Linked DNA regions of Mus musculus: region 2 is linked to region 1. A link is a contact called in public promoter capture Hi-C data. All regions are on one chromosome and are shown on one strand. The core of a region is the stretch at or near the end of the contact, and the rest is flanking DNA. Distances in the headings are between cores, read along the strand shown. Region 1 has its middle 13 kb from the start of Gm40562. Region 2 holds the start of Clmn (calmin).

Region 1 (5,351 bases), core at 1,458-3,957:
ACACACACACACACAGATACCCATGGACGCATATAGACACAGGCACACAAAGACACAGACACACACACAAACACACTTGAACACATACACACATAGATATAAGACACAGGCACTCAGAGACACACAGAGACATAGACACACAGACACACACAAAGACACACACACACACACACACACACACACACACACACACAGACACACACAGTATCCCTCTAGGACATGGGATGTAGAGGGACATGGATTTGGGATGACTCTATCCCTCACTTTCTGAGGGATCTTGAGACCTTTCTGAATGCTGGGTTCCTCCTTGTTAGCAGATGAACAGATGTGGACACAGGCAGGGTTGTACGTGTTCCAAACCCATTTCTGTGACTCAAGCCCACAGACTTAGGAAGATGGCTAGTCCTGTGGGGCAGGGGTGGGGGGGAGGGTTGGGAGGGGGAGGCTCAGTAGAATCGGGTGGTATTCATGTGTCTTTCCTGTCTTTACCCCCATGGCCAATGCCAACCTTGGGCTTGGTGCAGGCATAGGGCAGGTACTCAGAGCAGCTATTGTCATGCATTATCTCAGTTATGTCTACCTTGCATATCACAGAGCCCATCCCTGAGGAGGGCAGCCCCCAGCTGGTCCTTAGAGGGGTTCCGGAATGAGGAGGCAGTGATCTTGTCTACCCACTTCTTCAAGGTTATAGGATCCTGGTTGGAGGGACCTGGACCTGGGGCAGCATGAACCCAGCCATTTGGCAGTGACAGGAATCCAGCCCTCAGGAGGAGGGTAACCCCAGGGGCTGTGTTTACCTGCCTAAGATCACCCTGATGGTGGCAGGATTGGGAGAACACACAGGGTCACCTGATCCTGCCCCAGACAGATAAACACTGGAGGGGATTTTCCTTTGAATCAAAGAATGAACCCTACTCCTCTTTATTAAGGGGAGTTTGGACACACACCCTTTCTGGTTTTCCTGGGACCGTCATTCAAAAGAGGGACCTGCTCTGGGTGTACCCTCATCAGGAGGCAGCTGTGAGCCCAGCGGTGAGCTCATCTTTTAAAAAGCTTTCGCAAAGGATTTTTCATTATCACCCCAAGCTCCCAAATTTGCCAACACATCTGGGAAGTTCAGGTTAGCGCATCTGCAGGCCTTTTATAAACCCCATCCAAAAATAATGCTGACTTATAATTCGGTAAAAAGGACTTCAGTGAATGAGCATAGCGGGAGGGGAAGGCAAGCCAGGAGAGAAGATTGCTTCTGGAGGGGCTGGGGGTATCTTCCTGGCAGGGCCTGGAACCCGAACATTCACGTTTGGGAAGAAAAGCCTGCTAATCCTTAGTAGAATTTGTCCTCGTGATGGATGGAGGGCTAAAGGGGTCCTCCTTTTTATTTGACAGACGGGGAAACCAAGTCTGGGAGATGGGAAAGGTGAACGAAGATGCTGTGCCCAGTAAACACAAGCCCTTGTTACTTCGGCAGCCTCTGCCAGCAGGGGGCGCTCCTTTCTCTCCTGCGCAGGTGCTGGTGGGCGTGGCTCATACCAATTCTCTTCCTGGAAGAGCGGTTTCCTGCGTAGGTCCTGCAGAGGTTTGTAGTCAAAGAGTAAGAGCTAAGAGTGGGGGCTTCCACAGCTGGTGGCCCCAGTCGATTCCTCTGTATCTGCGTGGTGACGGTGACCAATAAAATCGTTGCTTTGGACCCAGCAATGGCTCTCGGGAGAACAGATCTTGGAGTGTTATTTGAGAAAATCAAAGATGGCTGAAGAAGCCTCAGACTCCCTTGTATAAAGTAGTAAAGAGTGACAAACACCCCCTGCTGATAGCGGGCAAGTTCAACAAAAGCCTCTTCCCACCCCAGGAAAACAGGTCATGTCCACTGCAGAAAACTGGGTAGGCCTATGTCAGGTGTCCCGCATGGTAGTCTGGGCTCATATCTGTATTTATATAAAACTGCAGGCACGTCAAGGGTTGCAGAAGCTTGTGCTCGGTTTTAGGCATTTGTATTATTTCACACACCTGTTTGTGTATCCCTCACATGCCTGGGTAAAGTCTGAGCCTCACATCAAAGAGTTTACAGTGCATATCTGCATGGGATAACCACACGGTCAATATCTTCGGCTGCCCACTTTGCCTTGAAGTATGTGTGTGGGGTGTTGACTGTTCGTTCCGCAGCTGGCACCAACTTTGAAATCAGAGAGAAAGCCATTCTACTTTGGTGGAGAGTGGGCATGGGATCCGGCTCAGTCTGTAAAGTGTGAAGATGATTCCTAGCACTGATGTAAAAGCAGCTCCTGTACCCCCCCCCCCCCCCCCAGCTCTGAAGAGGAAGATGCAGGTGGATCCTGGAGGCTTGCTTAGACAACGGCGAGCTTCCGGTCTAGTGCGCTACTCAAAAGGTAAGGTGGAGAATAACCAAGGAAGATACTCTGTGCTAACCTCTGGCTTGTACCCACACACACTCATCAGCTGTACACACACACACACACACACACACACACACACACACACACACGCGCGCGCGCGCGCGGTGCGGACTGAGCCGGCCGCTGCCAGCCTCTCCCCGAACATTTGTGCCCCTTACTTCAAGGCGAAGATGTTCAAAAGGAGCCTTCCCAGCACCGGCTCCTCCGCAGCCACAAGAGGCAAATGTCAAACAGATGTCCCGGGAGGGTGGAGAAGAGAAATGAGAAGCACATTCTAGAGCCGGCAACCCCAGGCCAGGGGCAAGTACGGACCCCGTGGGCACGCGGCAACCCCAGGCCAGGGGCAAGTACGGACCCCGTGGGCACGCGGCAACCCCAGGCCAGGGGCAAGTACGGACCCCGTGGGCACGCGGCCGTCCATCCATGCGGGTTGCTTCTTTTCACCACACACTTACAAACTGCCTCCCGGGTCTCTGTGCAGTCGAGAAGATGGGGAGAAGGAGGGGCCTTATTTGGATAAAGTGGTGGGTGATAGCTCAGTTACTCATCGCTTCCCAGGGCCTGGAAGCCTCCCATTGTCCAGCCGCCGCTCTCCTGTCTCGCACTGTCATGCCCACTGAACCCCCACTTTCTCCTGACTCTCCAGCACCCCACTCTCCAAGCCCCTTCTAACATTCCCATCCACATCTGCCCAGCATTTAAGGCCAAGCACATCGTCTCCCACCCCTCCCCCCACCCTTCTCCTCTCCAAGCTGGGTTGGTTACACTCTGGCCCATCTTTGCTTTCTTCCTGTCTTTGCAATGGCACACCTTCTCCCTAGAACACTCATCAGCTCCAAAAAATCCCCCACAACCTTCCAAACTTAAGAGGTTGGCCATGGAGCCCCCCCCCCCCCCCATCCAACCAGGCCTGCACAGTGTTCCTTATTGATTTGTCCTGGCTTCTCAGTCCCAAACCCTTTGGAGGCTGTCATCATGCCATCTGTGGTTTGGAGGAGCAGACTCAGTGGTGAAGGTCCCCACGGGGGAAAATTTCACCCCAAGCAATATTGTGGAGGTCTTCCTGGAGGAGGTGACCCACTAGGAGCCGGCTGAGCTCCTAGGAGAGTGGTGGCCTACAGGAGTTCTTGCTGTGTGTCACCCACCCTCACAGAAAACCTTACATACACAAGGCCACCTCATTTCACACGCAGGAATCTGGCACTGTTTCAACCCCACTTACAGAGGATGAATCTGAGGCCCAGAGAGGCTCTAGCTTGTCCTGGGTCCCATCCCAAGTCATGCCTTTAGTTTTAGTGCTTGGGGCTGTGTCACGCTAGGCAAGAGTCCTACCACTGAGCCATGCCCCAGCCCCTCCTGTGGTCACCGATTTCCAGTCCTTACATTGCTTGGTAGTTTTACCGAGCCTGAGGGTAGATTGTCATCCAGGCCCTAGTTTAAGATCAATTTATATGGAAGATGACAGTGCTTGCCCCAGATCCTGCAGCTAAACAGCAGAAAGTCTGGGGCCAGCCTTCAACTGCTCCATGGTGCTGAATTATCCTCACCCATCTATCTACCTGCTCCTGGGAACCCGAGGGCAGCGCCCATCACTGCCCTGACTCCCTGGATTTGGTGCTTCGGTAGGGTGGAGGAGACCCTCCTGTCTCCTTCTCTCTTTTTTCCTGGTTGCTTGCCCATACATTTCTCTGCTGGCAGCTAAGAAGGGGTGGCTGAGTGTCCACAGCCAGCAGAGCAGGTGTTTCTGCACTGCAGCATGCATGCGTGTGCGTGTGCCTGTGCGTGTCCCTGTGTGTGCATGTGTGAGTGCGTGCGTGTACATACTCTCCTGTTGGTGAACACATGAGGAGTGCCCATAGGCAGTGACGTTAAGGACACCCAGATTGTCGTGGATTTAGAGCTGGCAAATGGCTTGGTGCTTGGGTCTAATGCAAGACAGATCACATTCTAGGACAGCAGGTAAGAGAAGCAAGATTTTCCCTGCCTGTCAATGACCTAGCTGAAGCCCCGCCTCTCTCTTGTGATTGGCTATGAGGGTGCAGCTGCAGAAGATTGAAAGACCCTGAACAGGGGCTTCTGGTATCTGTACCAGCCCAGTGACTCCTCGCTGTGAACTTGGGCCATGCTCTGTAAGCTCTCTGGGTTGTGGTGTGCTGATGTACAAAGATGGTTCTTAGCCCAAAGCCTCCTTGGAGGGTCAAACAAAACACCATGTGTTCAGGTGCATCCAAGGCCGCATCATTTATACAGAGCACGTTCACTTCTCTCGGTCCTGGAGGTTGGATGTCTGAGGCTGAGAGATTTGATTTCGATTCCTACAAATGGTGGCAGAGCCAAAGGACAGCCTCAGTGGGGTACCTAGGGGACAGACAAGAACTCCTTACATCAGAAACGACTTCCAAGATAACTGTGGTGACAACTGCTTGGTCCATTTAGGACCCCGTCAGTCTGTGAAGTAATGCTCCTGCACACACACACACACACACACACACACACACACACACACACACACAGACACACACACAGACACACACACATGGTGTAAAAAATGGCCTTTTCTCCAGGAGACAACCTCTGCTCCTGAACAGGGAAAACTGTTTGTTGCTCCCCAGCACCAGAGGTGAGGCCACACTCAAGGAAAGACTACACGTCGGGAGGGATCTAGAGTCTTCCACGGGCTCCTCCTGAAAACGCTAGTCCAGTAGTCCACTGCGAGTACAGTGAGGCTGGAAATACAGGGACCTGCTAGCCCTGAGCAAAAGTTGCCTGGCATCTGGAGAGCACTTAGCACCAGGGTCACTTGTGGGCAGAAGGGCCTAGCAATCTAATAAGGTCTGCTTGCCTGTGCTCCCCTTGCAGTCTGTAAAGTGTGACCTAGACCTTTGTACACACGGGAACAACAAGGATCGGCTGGGTCATCTGTCTGTCCCACATGGGGAC
Region 2 (5,641 bases), core at 3,065-5,564, 420 kb before region 1:
TTTAAACTATATAAGCATGCATATATATATATATATATATATATATATATATATATATATATATATATATATCACCAAGTGTTAGTGTGGCCTATGGCCCAGGTCTTTCTCCAGTCACATTGGAGAACACTGTCAGTTCTCCAGTGTCGAGAGTGAGAGTACAGGACAAAGAGTTCTGTTTGGAACCTGGGGCAGGCTGTGACTTAAGCTCCTCTAACAAGGATTTCTACCTCTTTGGCCTCTGGCATCCCTTCTGAGCTGACAAAGGCTGTCTACACATAAGAGGACGGTGTGGTTTGGGTGAGAAGTAACTCGAAGGCTCAGGAGTTAAAGGCATGGTCCCTGCCTGGTGGGCTTTGGTGAGGTGGTTGGATCTCAAGGGCTCTGATGGAATCAATCAATCAATTGATCCCTTGATGCAACTGATCCCTTGAAGGAGTCACAATATGGTGGCCTCCTTGGAGGTTGCGGGAAGAGAGGAATGAGACCAGGAGGAAGTGAGTCACCAAGGATGTGGCCTCCTTCCTGGAGGTCCTTCCTCTTCCTAGATGTCATTATCTGAATAGCTTTCTTCTACAATGATGCTCTAAGGCTCACAGCCACAGAGCCAGATGACCGTGGAAACCTGCAAACCCATGAGCCTAAATAAATTCTTCCGCCCAAGTTCTGCTCGGGCATTTTGTCACAACAATGAAGAAGATAGGGAAGTGGCTGTCTCCAGAGAGGGCAGCTTCCCTTCTCTTGGGCTCCTCCCACCCCTCCCAGTGGGGTTGCACAGGAACACTGGGGTTACCTAATCCTTTACTGTCTGGAATCCACATGACAGTCATGTAGGCTGGACCACAGAAGGAAACCTGTATCTACCCTTCCTGCCTGCATTAATCAGTCCCCAGGAGCAGGGGCCAGGTAGGTCTCTGCAATCCTCCCAAGTCTTTCCCTTCAGGAGAAAGTCAGTTTTACACAATGACCAAGATTCTGGAAGAACTGGGAAACATCTAGAAAAATCAGTTGCTGGGAACTTCCAGGAAGCCAAGCCTGTAGGCAGAGTACTTTTCCTTTCCCAAAAATGTCTGAGAGAGAGAGAGAGAGAGAGAGAGAGAGAGAGAGAGAGAGAGAGAGAGAGAGAGATGTTCAATCATGCGAGAGGCCAAATGCCCAGTTTTCCCCCCAAAGTCCACACCCTCCAGAAGGCTGGACGTGCCTGAGGAAGGGGTAGTCCTCTCTTGGCACTGGTGCCTGTTTCTCCACGGGGTGTGCTTTGCCATGAGAGCTAAGCAAACATGTCTTGATTGCCTTCTCAGAAGCTTGCTTGGACCCGGTCATGAAGGCCAGCTGTTGGTCACAGCAATCCTCTGCTTTCCAAGCTTACAATAAGGGCCATTCATGTGTGTGGTACTTGAGACCTTCCTCTGTGCCAGGCACCGTGCTTCAGGGTCAAGTGGAGAAAATGGCTAAGACTCGGCTGTGTTCTTTAGGACCTCATGGGTGATTGAGGAAAAGCCATTAAGGAAATGTTATGCTCATGCTGTGTAGACATGGGCCAGCAGGGTTTAGGAGGGTATACCAAATAGCGCCAGGTTGGCACCAGTCAGTCACCCAGCAGGCCAGGGTGATGGAGAAGGTGCTCTTGAGGTGAGTGGGATTCAGGAGGCATAAGCTGAGAAAGGGAGGAGCCGGGGATTGTGTCACAGGGGACGAGTTAGGTAAAGGCCTGGAGGTGACATGTTTATCGGTCCATGTTCTGTTTCTGTGACTAACAAATGGGAGTTTTGTTCCATTTTGAAAGGGCTTAAAGTGCATGTGGCATAGCCACGGTCACGATGAGGCTCCTGGCAATCTCTCACTGCAGTGGTGACATCATGGTGGGATTGAGTGACAGGGAGAGACTGCCCACAAACCAGGAAGCAAGGGAGCTGGAGGGATCACCCTTGGTGGTGCTGGGTTTGGAATCTAGGACCTTGTGCATAGCAGGTAAGTGCTACTACAACCCTCTGATACCCCAGCTTACTTGTTCTGTGGTAACTTGGTCTTGTGACAACAGCTGGGGTCCCACGACAACAACTTTAATTCCTTCTGAGACCTAAGACCCCTCAGGAGGCCACACCTCTTAGGGTCTCATAGCCTCTTGAAATCACCATGCTGGCTGGGCAGGCTTCCAAACATGAATCCAAGAGGGACAGAGCGCACCAGACCACAAGCCCTGGTGATAGCCAGGACCTGCAGCAACTTGTAGCGATAGATCGAAGTGGAGTACTATAATTGACAGGTGAGGGTATAAGCCCAAGGACCAATGAGAGAGACCAGGTGTGCTCCCAACGCCCTTAGAGGTCCTGTAGGAGATCCTATTCATTCAGTGACAATCCAGGTGCTGTTAGGGCTCAGCTTCACAGTGAGTTCTGGCTCCCAGGCCATTTGGAAAACCACCTAAAATTCCTTCCATTTTGATTCAAAGAAACATCAGGTTTACAGTTGGTGTTTAATCAGCAGTGACTCAGGCCTCCTTCCCCGTCATTCCCAAGAATAGGCATCACAGATAGCCCGTCCTTTCTGATCATTTTTCAACCACATACTGTTTTGAGTCAAGTTCTCTATTGGCCATCTCACAATGGAGACAACGAAGCTGACTTTCTTAGCACTTGGCTTTGTGAAGGAAATGATTTTCAACCCACAGCAAAGATAGAAATCGAATTCAAGTGGGATGCCTTGTGGAGGAGAGGTGAGACCATGCATGTTAACTGGACCTGGCTCTATAGCGTAACCTTGAATCCAGGCAGGGACAGAGTGGTCTAGTGAGAGCCTCAGACACCCATGATCTGCACTGAGATCATGATCTACTCTGCTGGGTGGATGCCTGGTCCTGGGGGTTGGATTCTGGGGGGTTGGGGAGGTGGGCCTCTCCCTTCCTTTAGTCTCAGCTTCAGGGTCAGGCTTTATGGGACCCTTGCTGATGTTACCTCCACCCTGGCTCCTTGCCCTCAGCTGACAATGTCCCCCTTTCTGAAGATCACTTTGATCTGGGATTGTCATCTCAGCTGGTTATTGGGTTAAACACAAATGACTTAAGGGTCTTCTCATTGCCCCCCCCCCCCCCAGGGCCCGCTTCTCCCAGGAGACATGTCTGTGGCCTTCATCTTTGCTTGCTCATTGCTGGGCTTTCCACAGACATGGCAATGGTCAGCAGGCCTCGGTGAGTCTCCATACTCAGAGAGCTCTGCGCACTTTCTCCCTCTGGGCATTCATCCTACCAATGGCATACTTGGTTTTCTTGTAGGTAGGATCTGAACAGAGAGCAAGACACTGGGACTTGTGTACCCCTAAGTCATTCCTCACTTTAGACAAACTCCCAGATTTTCTGTTGGCTAACCGATAAAGGAGTTGGCTGCAAGTACACAGGCCCTGTGGAGCCCCAAACAAGATAAGCTCCAGAATTCTCAGGTTAAAAGACACAGGGGCCCAGAGTGGGAACCACAAAGGCCTGTTCTGTCTCAGGTATCCCAGGATGACCTTAAACTCATCCAGGTGGCTGTGAATGACCTTGAACTTCTCCTGCTGTCTCCATCTCCAGAGTGCTAGGACCACAGATTATGCAAAGACCCCGTTTATGTTGCGCATGGGATCAAACCCAAGGCTTCCTGCGTGCGAGGCAAGCAGGGAACCACCTGAGCCATTGCCCAGCCTGTCCTTGGGGTTTCGATAAAGCACCAGATTTCTTGTGGCCAAGACCCCAAAGGAACCCATTTCTGGGAGGAGAGCTGTTTCTCCCAACAGCTGGAGAGAACCGGAAGTGGCCTTTACTCTTAAACCAAGAAAGGATCCCCCCTCCCACTCCCGCTGCCCCCAACTCCTGCTCTATAGGAAACTCCATCTCCACATCACTTAGCCCATCACTCACTTTCCATGGTCCTGGGATCAGAGATGGACAGGGTTTAGCTGCCTTTAGCAGGGAGATGATCCAGGCATAGGAGGAGTTCCTACTGCGACTAGAAGGGACAGGATAGGGAAGGGGCAGACATCCTGGACCAGCGCTAGGGGCACCCTGGCTTGCGTCACCAGGCCCACCCCCTCAAGACATCACAATCTATGGGCTGCGACCCCCCTGTGCCTCATCATTGTGCGTTTGCGACCAAACAATCCAACCAACACCCACCCTGCGGGTGGGGGAGGAAAAAAAAGGAAAAAAAAAAAAAAAGGACTGTCCTGAGGCCGGCTCCTCCCGCCCCGCCCCGCCCTCTTCCCTCCCGCCCGGGGCCCCCGCCCCCGCCGGGCAGTGAGCGCGCGCCGGGCGCCCCGCTCCGCCGCCCGCGCCCGCCCGCCAGCCCGTCCGCCCGCGGCGGGGCCGGCCCTTCGCCCGCCCACCAGCCCCGCGCTAGCCGCCCACCTCTCGCTGCCCGCTGCCCGCCGCCCGCCGCCCGCCGCCCCGGCCCGCCGCGCGCGCTCCATGGCTGCTCAGGAGTGGGACTGGTTCCAGCGCGAGGAGCTCATCGGGCAGATCAGCGACATCCGTGTGCAAAACCTGCAAGGTACCGCGGCCCCGGCCTCCCCGGAGGGCCCGTATCCACCAAGCGTGGGCCCGGCTGGTTCCCCCCGTGCGCCCCGGAGCCGGTGTGGCTGGCCTGCGCCGGGTTTGCAGAGCTCAGGGGGTGGGGCGGTGCGTGGGCGTGTGTGTGCACGCGTGTGCGTGTGGGCACGCGCGTGTGTGCACCCCATTCCCAGCAGGGGACCATCACCCCCCTCCTACCGCCTCCGGTAGTTTAGAGAAGTTTGTACGTGGAGTCTTGGGGGGCGGTGGCCCGGGTCAGGGCCAGGAGAAAGTGCCACTGTGTGCTGTGTGCGCACAAGCCAGACTTAAAGCTCTTCCGAAGTAGCTATGGGGCTGGGGACCTGGAGTGGGGCACAGCGTCAGTCCCGAGAGGCTCTGGATGATGGGGGCACGCTGAGGACTCCAGTGAACTGAGTGAGGTTCAGAAGACCTTCTCTACCCAGCCCCACAGACTAGGGAGGGGCTGGAACTAAACCCCCTTGCCTGAGGCGGTTGACAAGATGAAAGAGAAACTCCTGGTGGCCCGTGTGTCAGACTTGGGCTCTGTGGTTCTGCCACCTATGACTATGAAGTATCTTCCAAAAGAAAGTATTGGGTGTGGAAACTTAGCAAACACACACACACACACACACACACACACACACACACAGAGAGAGAGAGAGAGAGAGAGAGAGAGAGAGAGAGAGAGAGAGAGAGCGCTCTTAAGGAAAAGAGACCCACCCCTCCCACTCGCAAAAGGCATTGCTCTCAAGCCCTGTGGGTGGAGTGTGTTTCGAGCCCCCTCTCTCCTATGGGAGCTTTGCAGAATTGGACATAAATCCACTTCCGGCCTCCTCACCCACCTGGCCCCATGCACAGGTGAGGCTGGGTTAAGCCACTTCCCCTACTGACTCGGGGCTGAAGAAGAGTCCAAGGTTGAATTCGCCAGGATCCAACTGGAAGGTCTGGACAGAGGTGGGGCAGGAGGATTGTGGGTGTCCCTTTTGCCAGCAGGGCAGGGAGCCCCTGCGGGGGGTGGGGGGGAAGAGTCTAGATTAAACATTACACCTGAGAGAATGTTTTCTGGGAGCTCACGTGGCCCTCTCCAACTGAGGTTTGGCA

The links. Promoter capture Hi-C pulls out the DNA fragments that hold promoters and counts their contacts.
Region 2: a promoter capture Hi-C map of cranial neural crest shows a contact between it and region 1. The contact joins the promoter of Clmn here to the enhancer-like site in region 1. A contact is called at or near these places in 13 of 39 promoter capture datasets (the 3T3-L1 cell line, cranial neural crest, embryonic stem cells and 5 more), 4 of 115 datasets of contacts at active chromatin or transcription factors (craniofacial prominence, embryonic limb bud, forebrain and 1 more) and 1 of 9 other capture datasets (embryonic stem cells).

The regions. Positions count from the first base shown.
Region 1 is chr12:104,444,492-104,449,842 of GRCm38.p6, reverse strand. No RefSeq gene overlaps it. Among named protein-coding and RNA genes, the nearest start is that of Gm40562, 13 kb to the right of the region's middle. Within about 2 kb of position 2,707, at least 5 of the 459 cell types and tissues checked have an H3K27ac peak or open chromatin away from gene starts, as enhancers often do.
Region 2 is chr12:104,863,749-104,869,389 of GRCm38.p6, reverse strand. It overlaps Clmn (calmin), which reads left to right and starts at 4,314. Exons shown (of 14, transcript NM_053155.2): 1 at 4,314-4,520. The coding sequence starts at 4,439.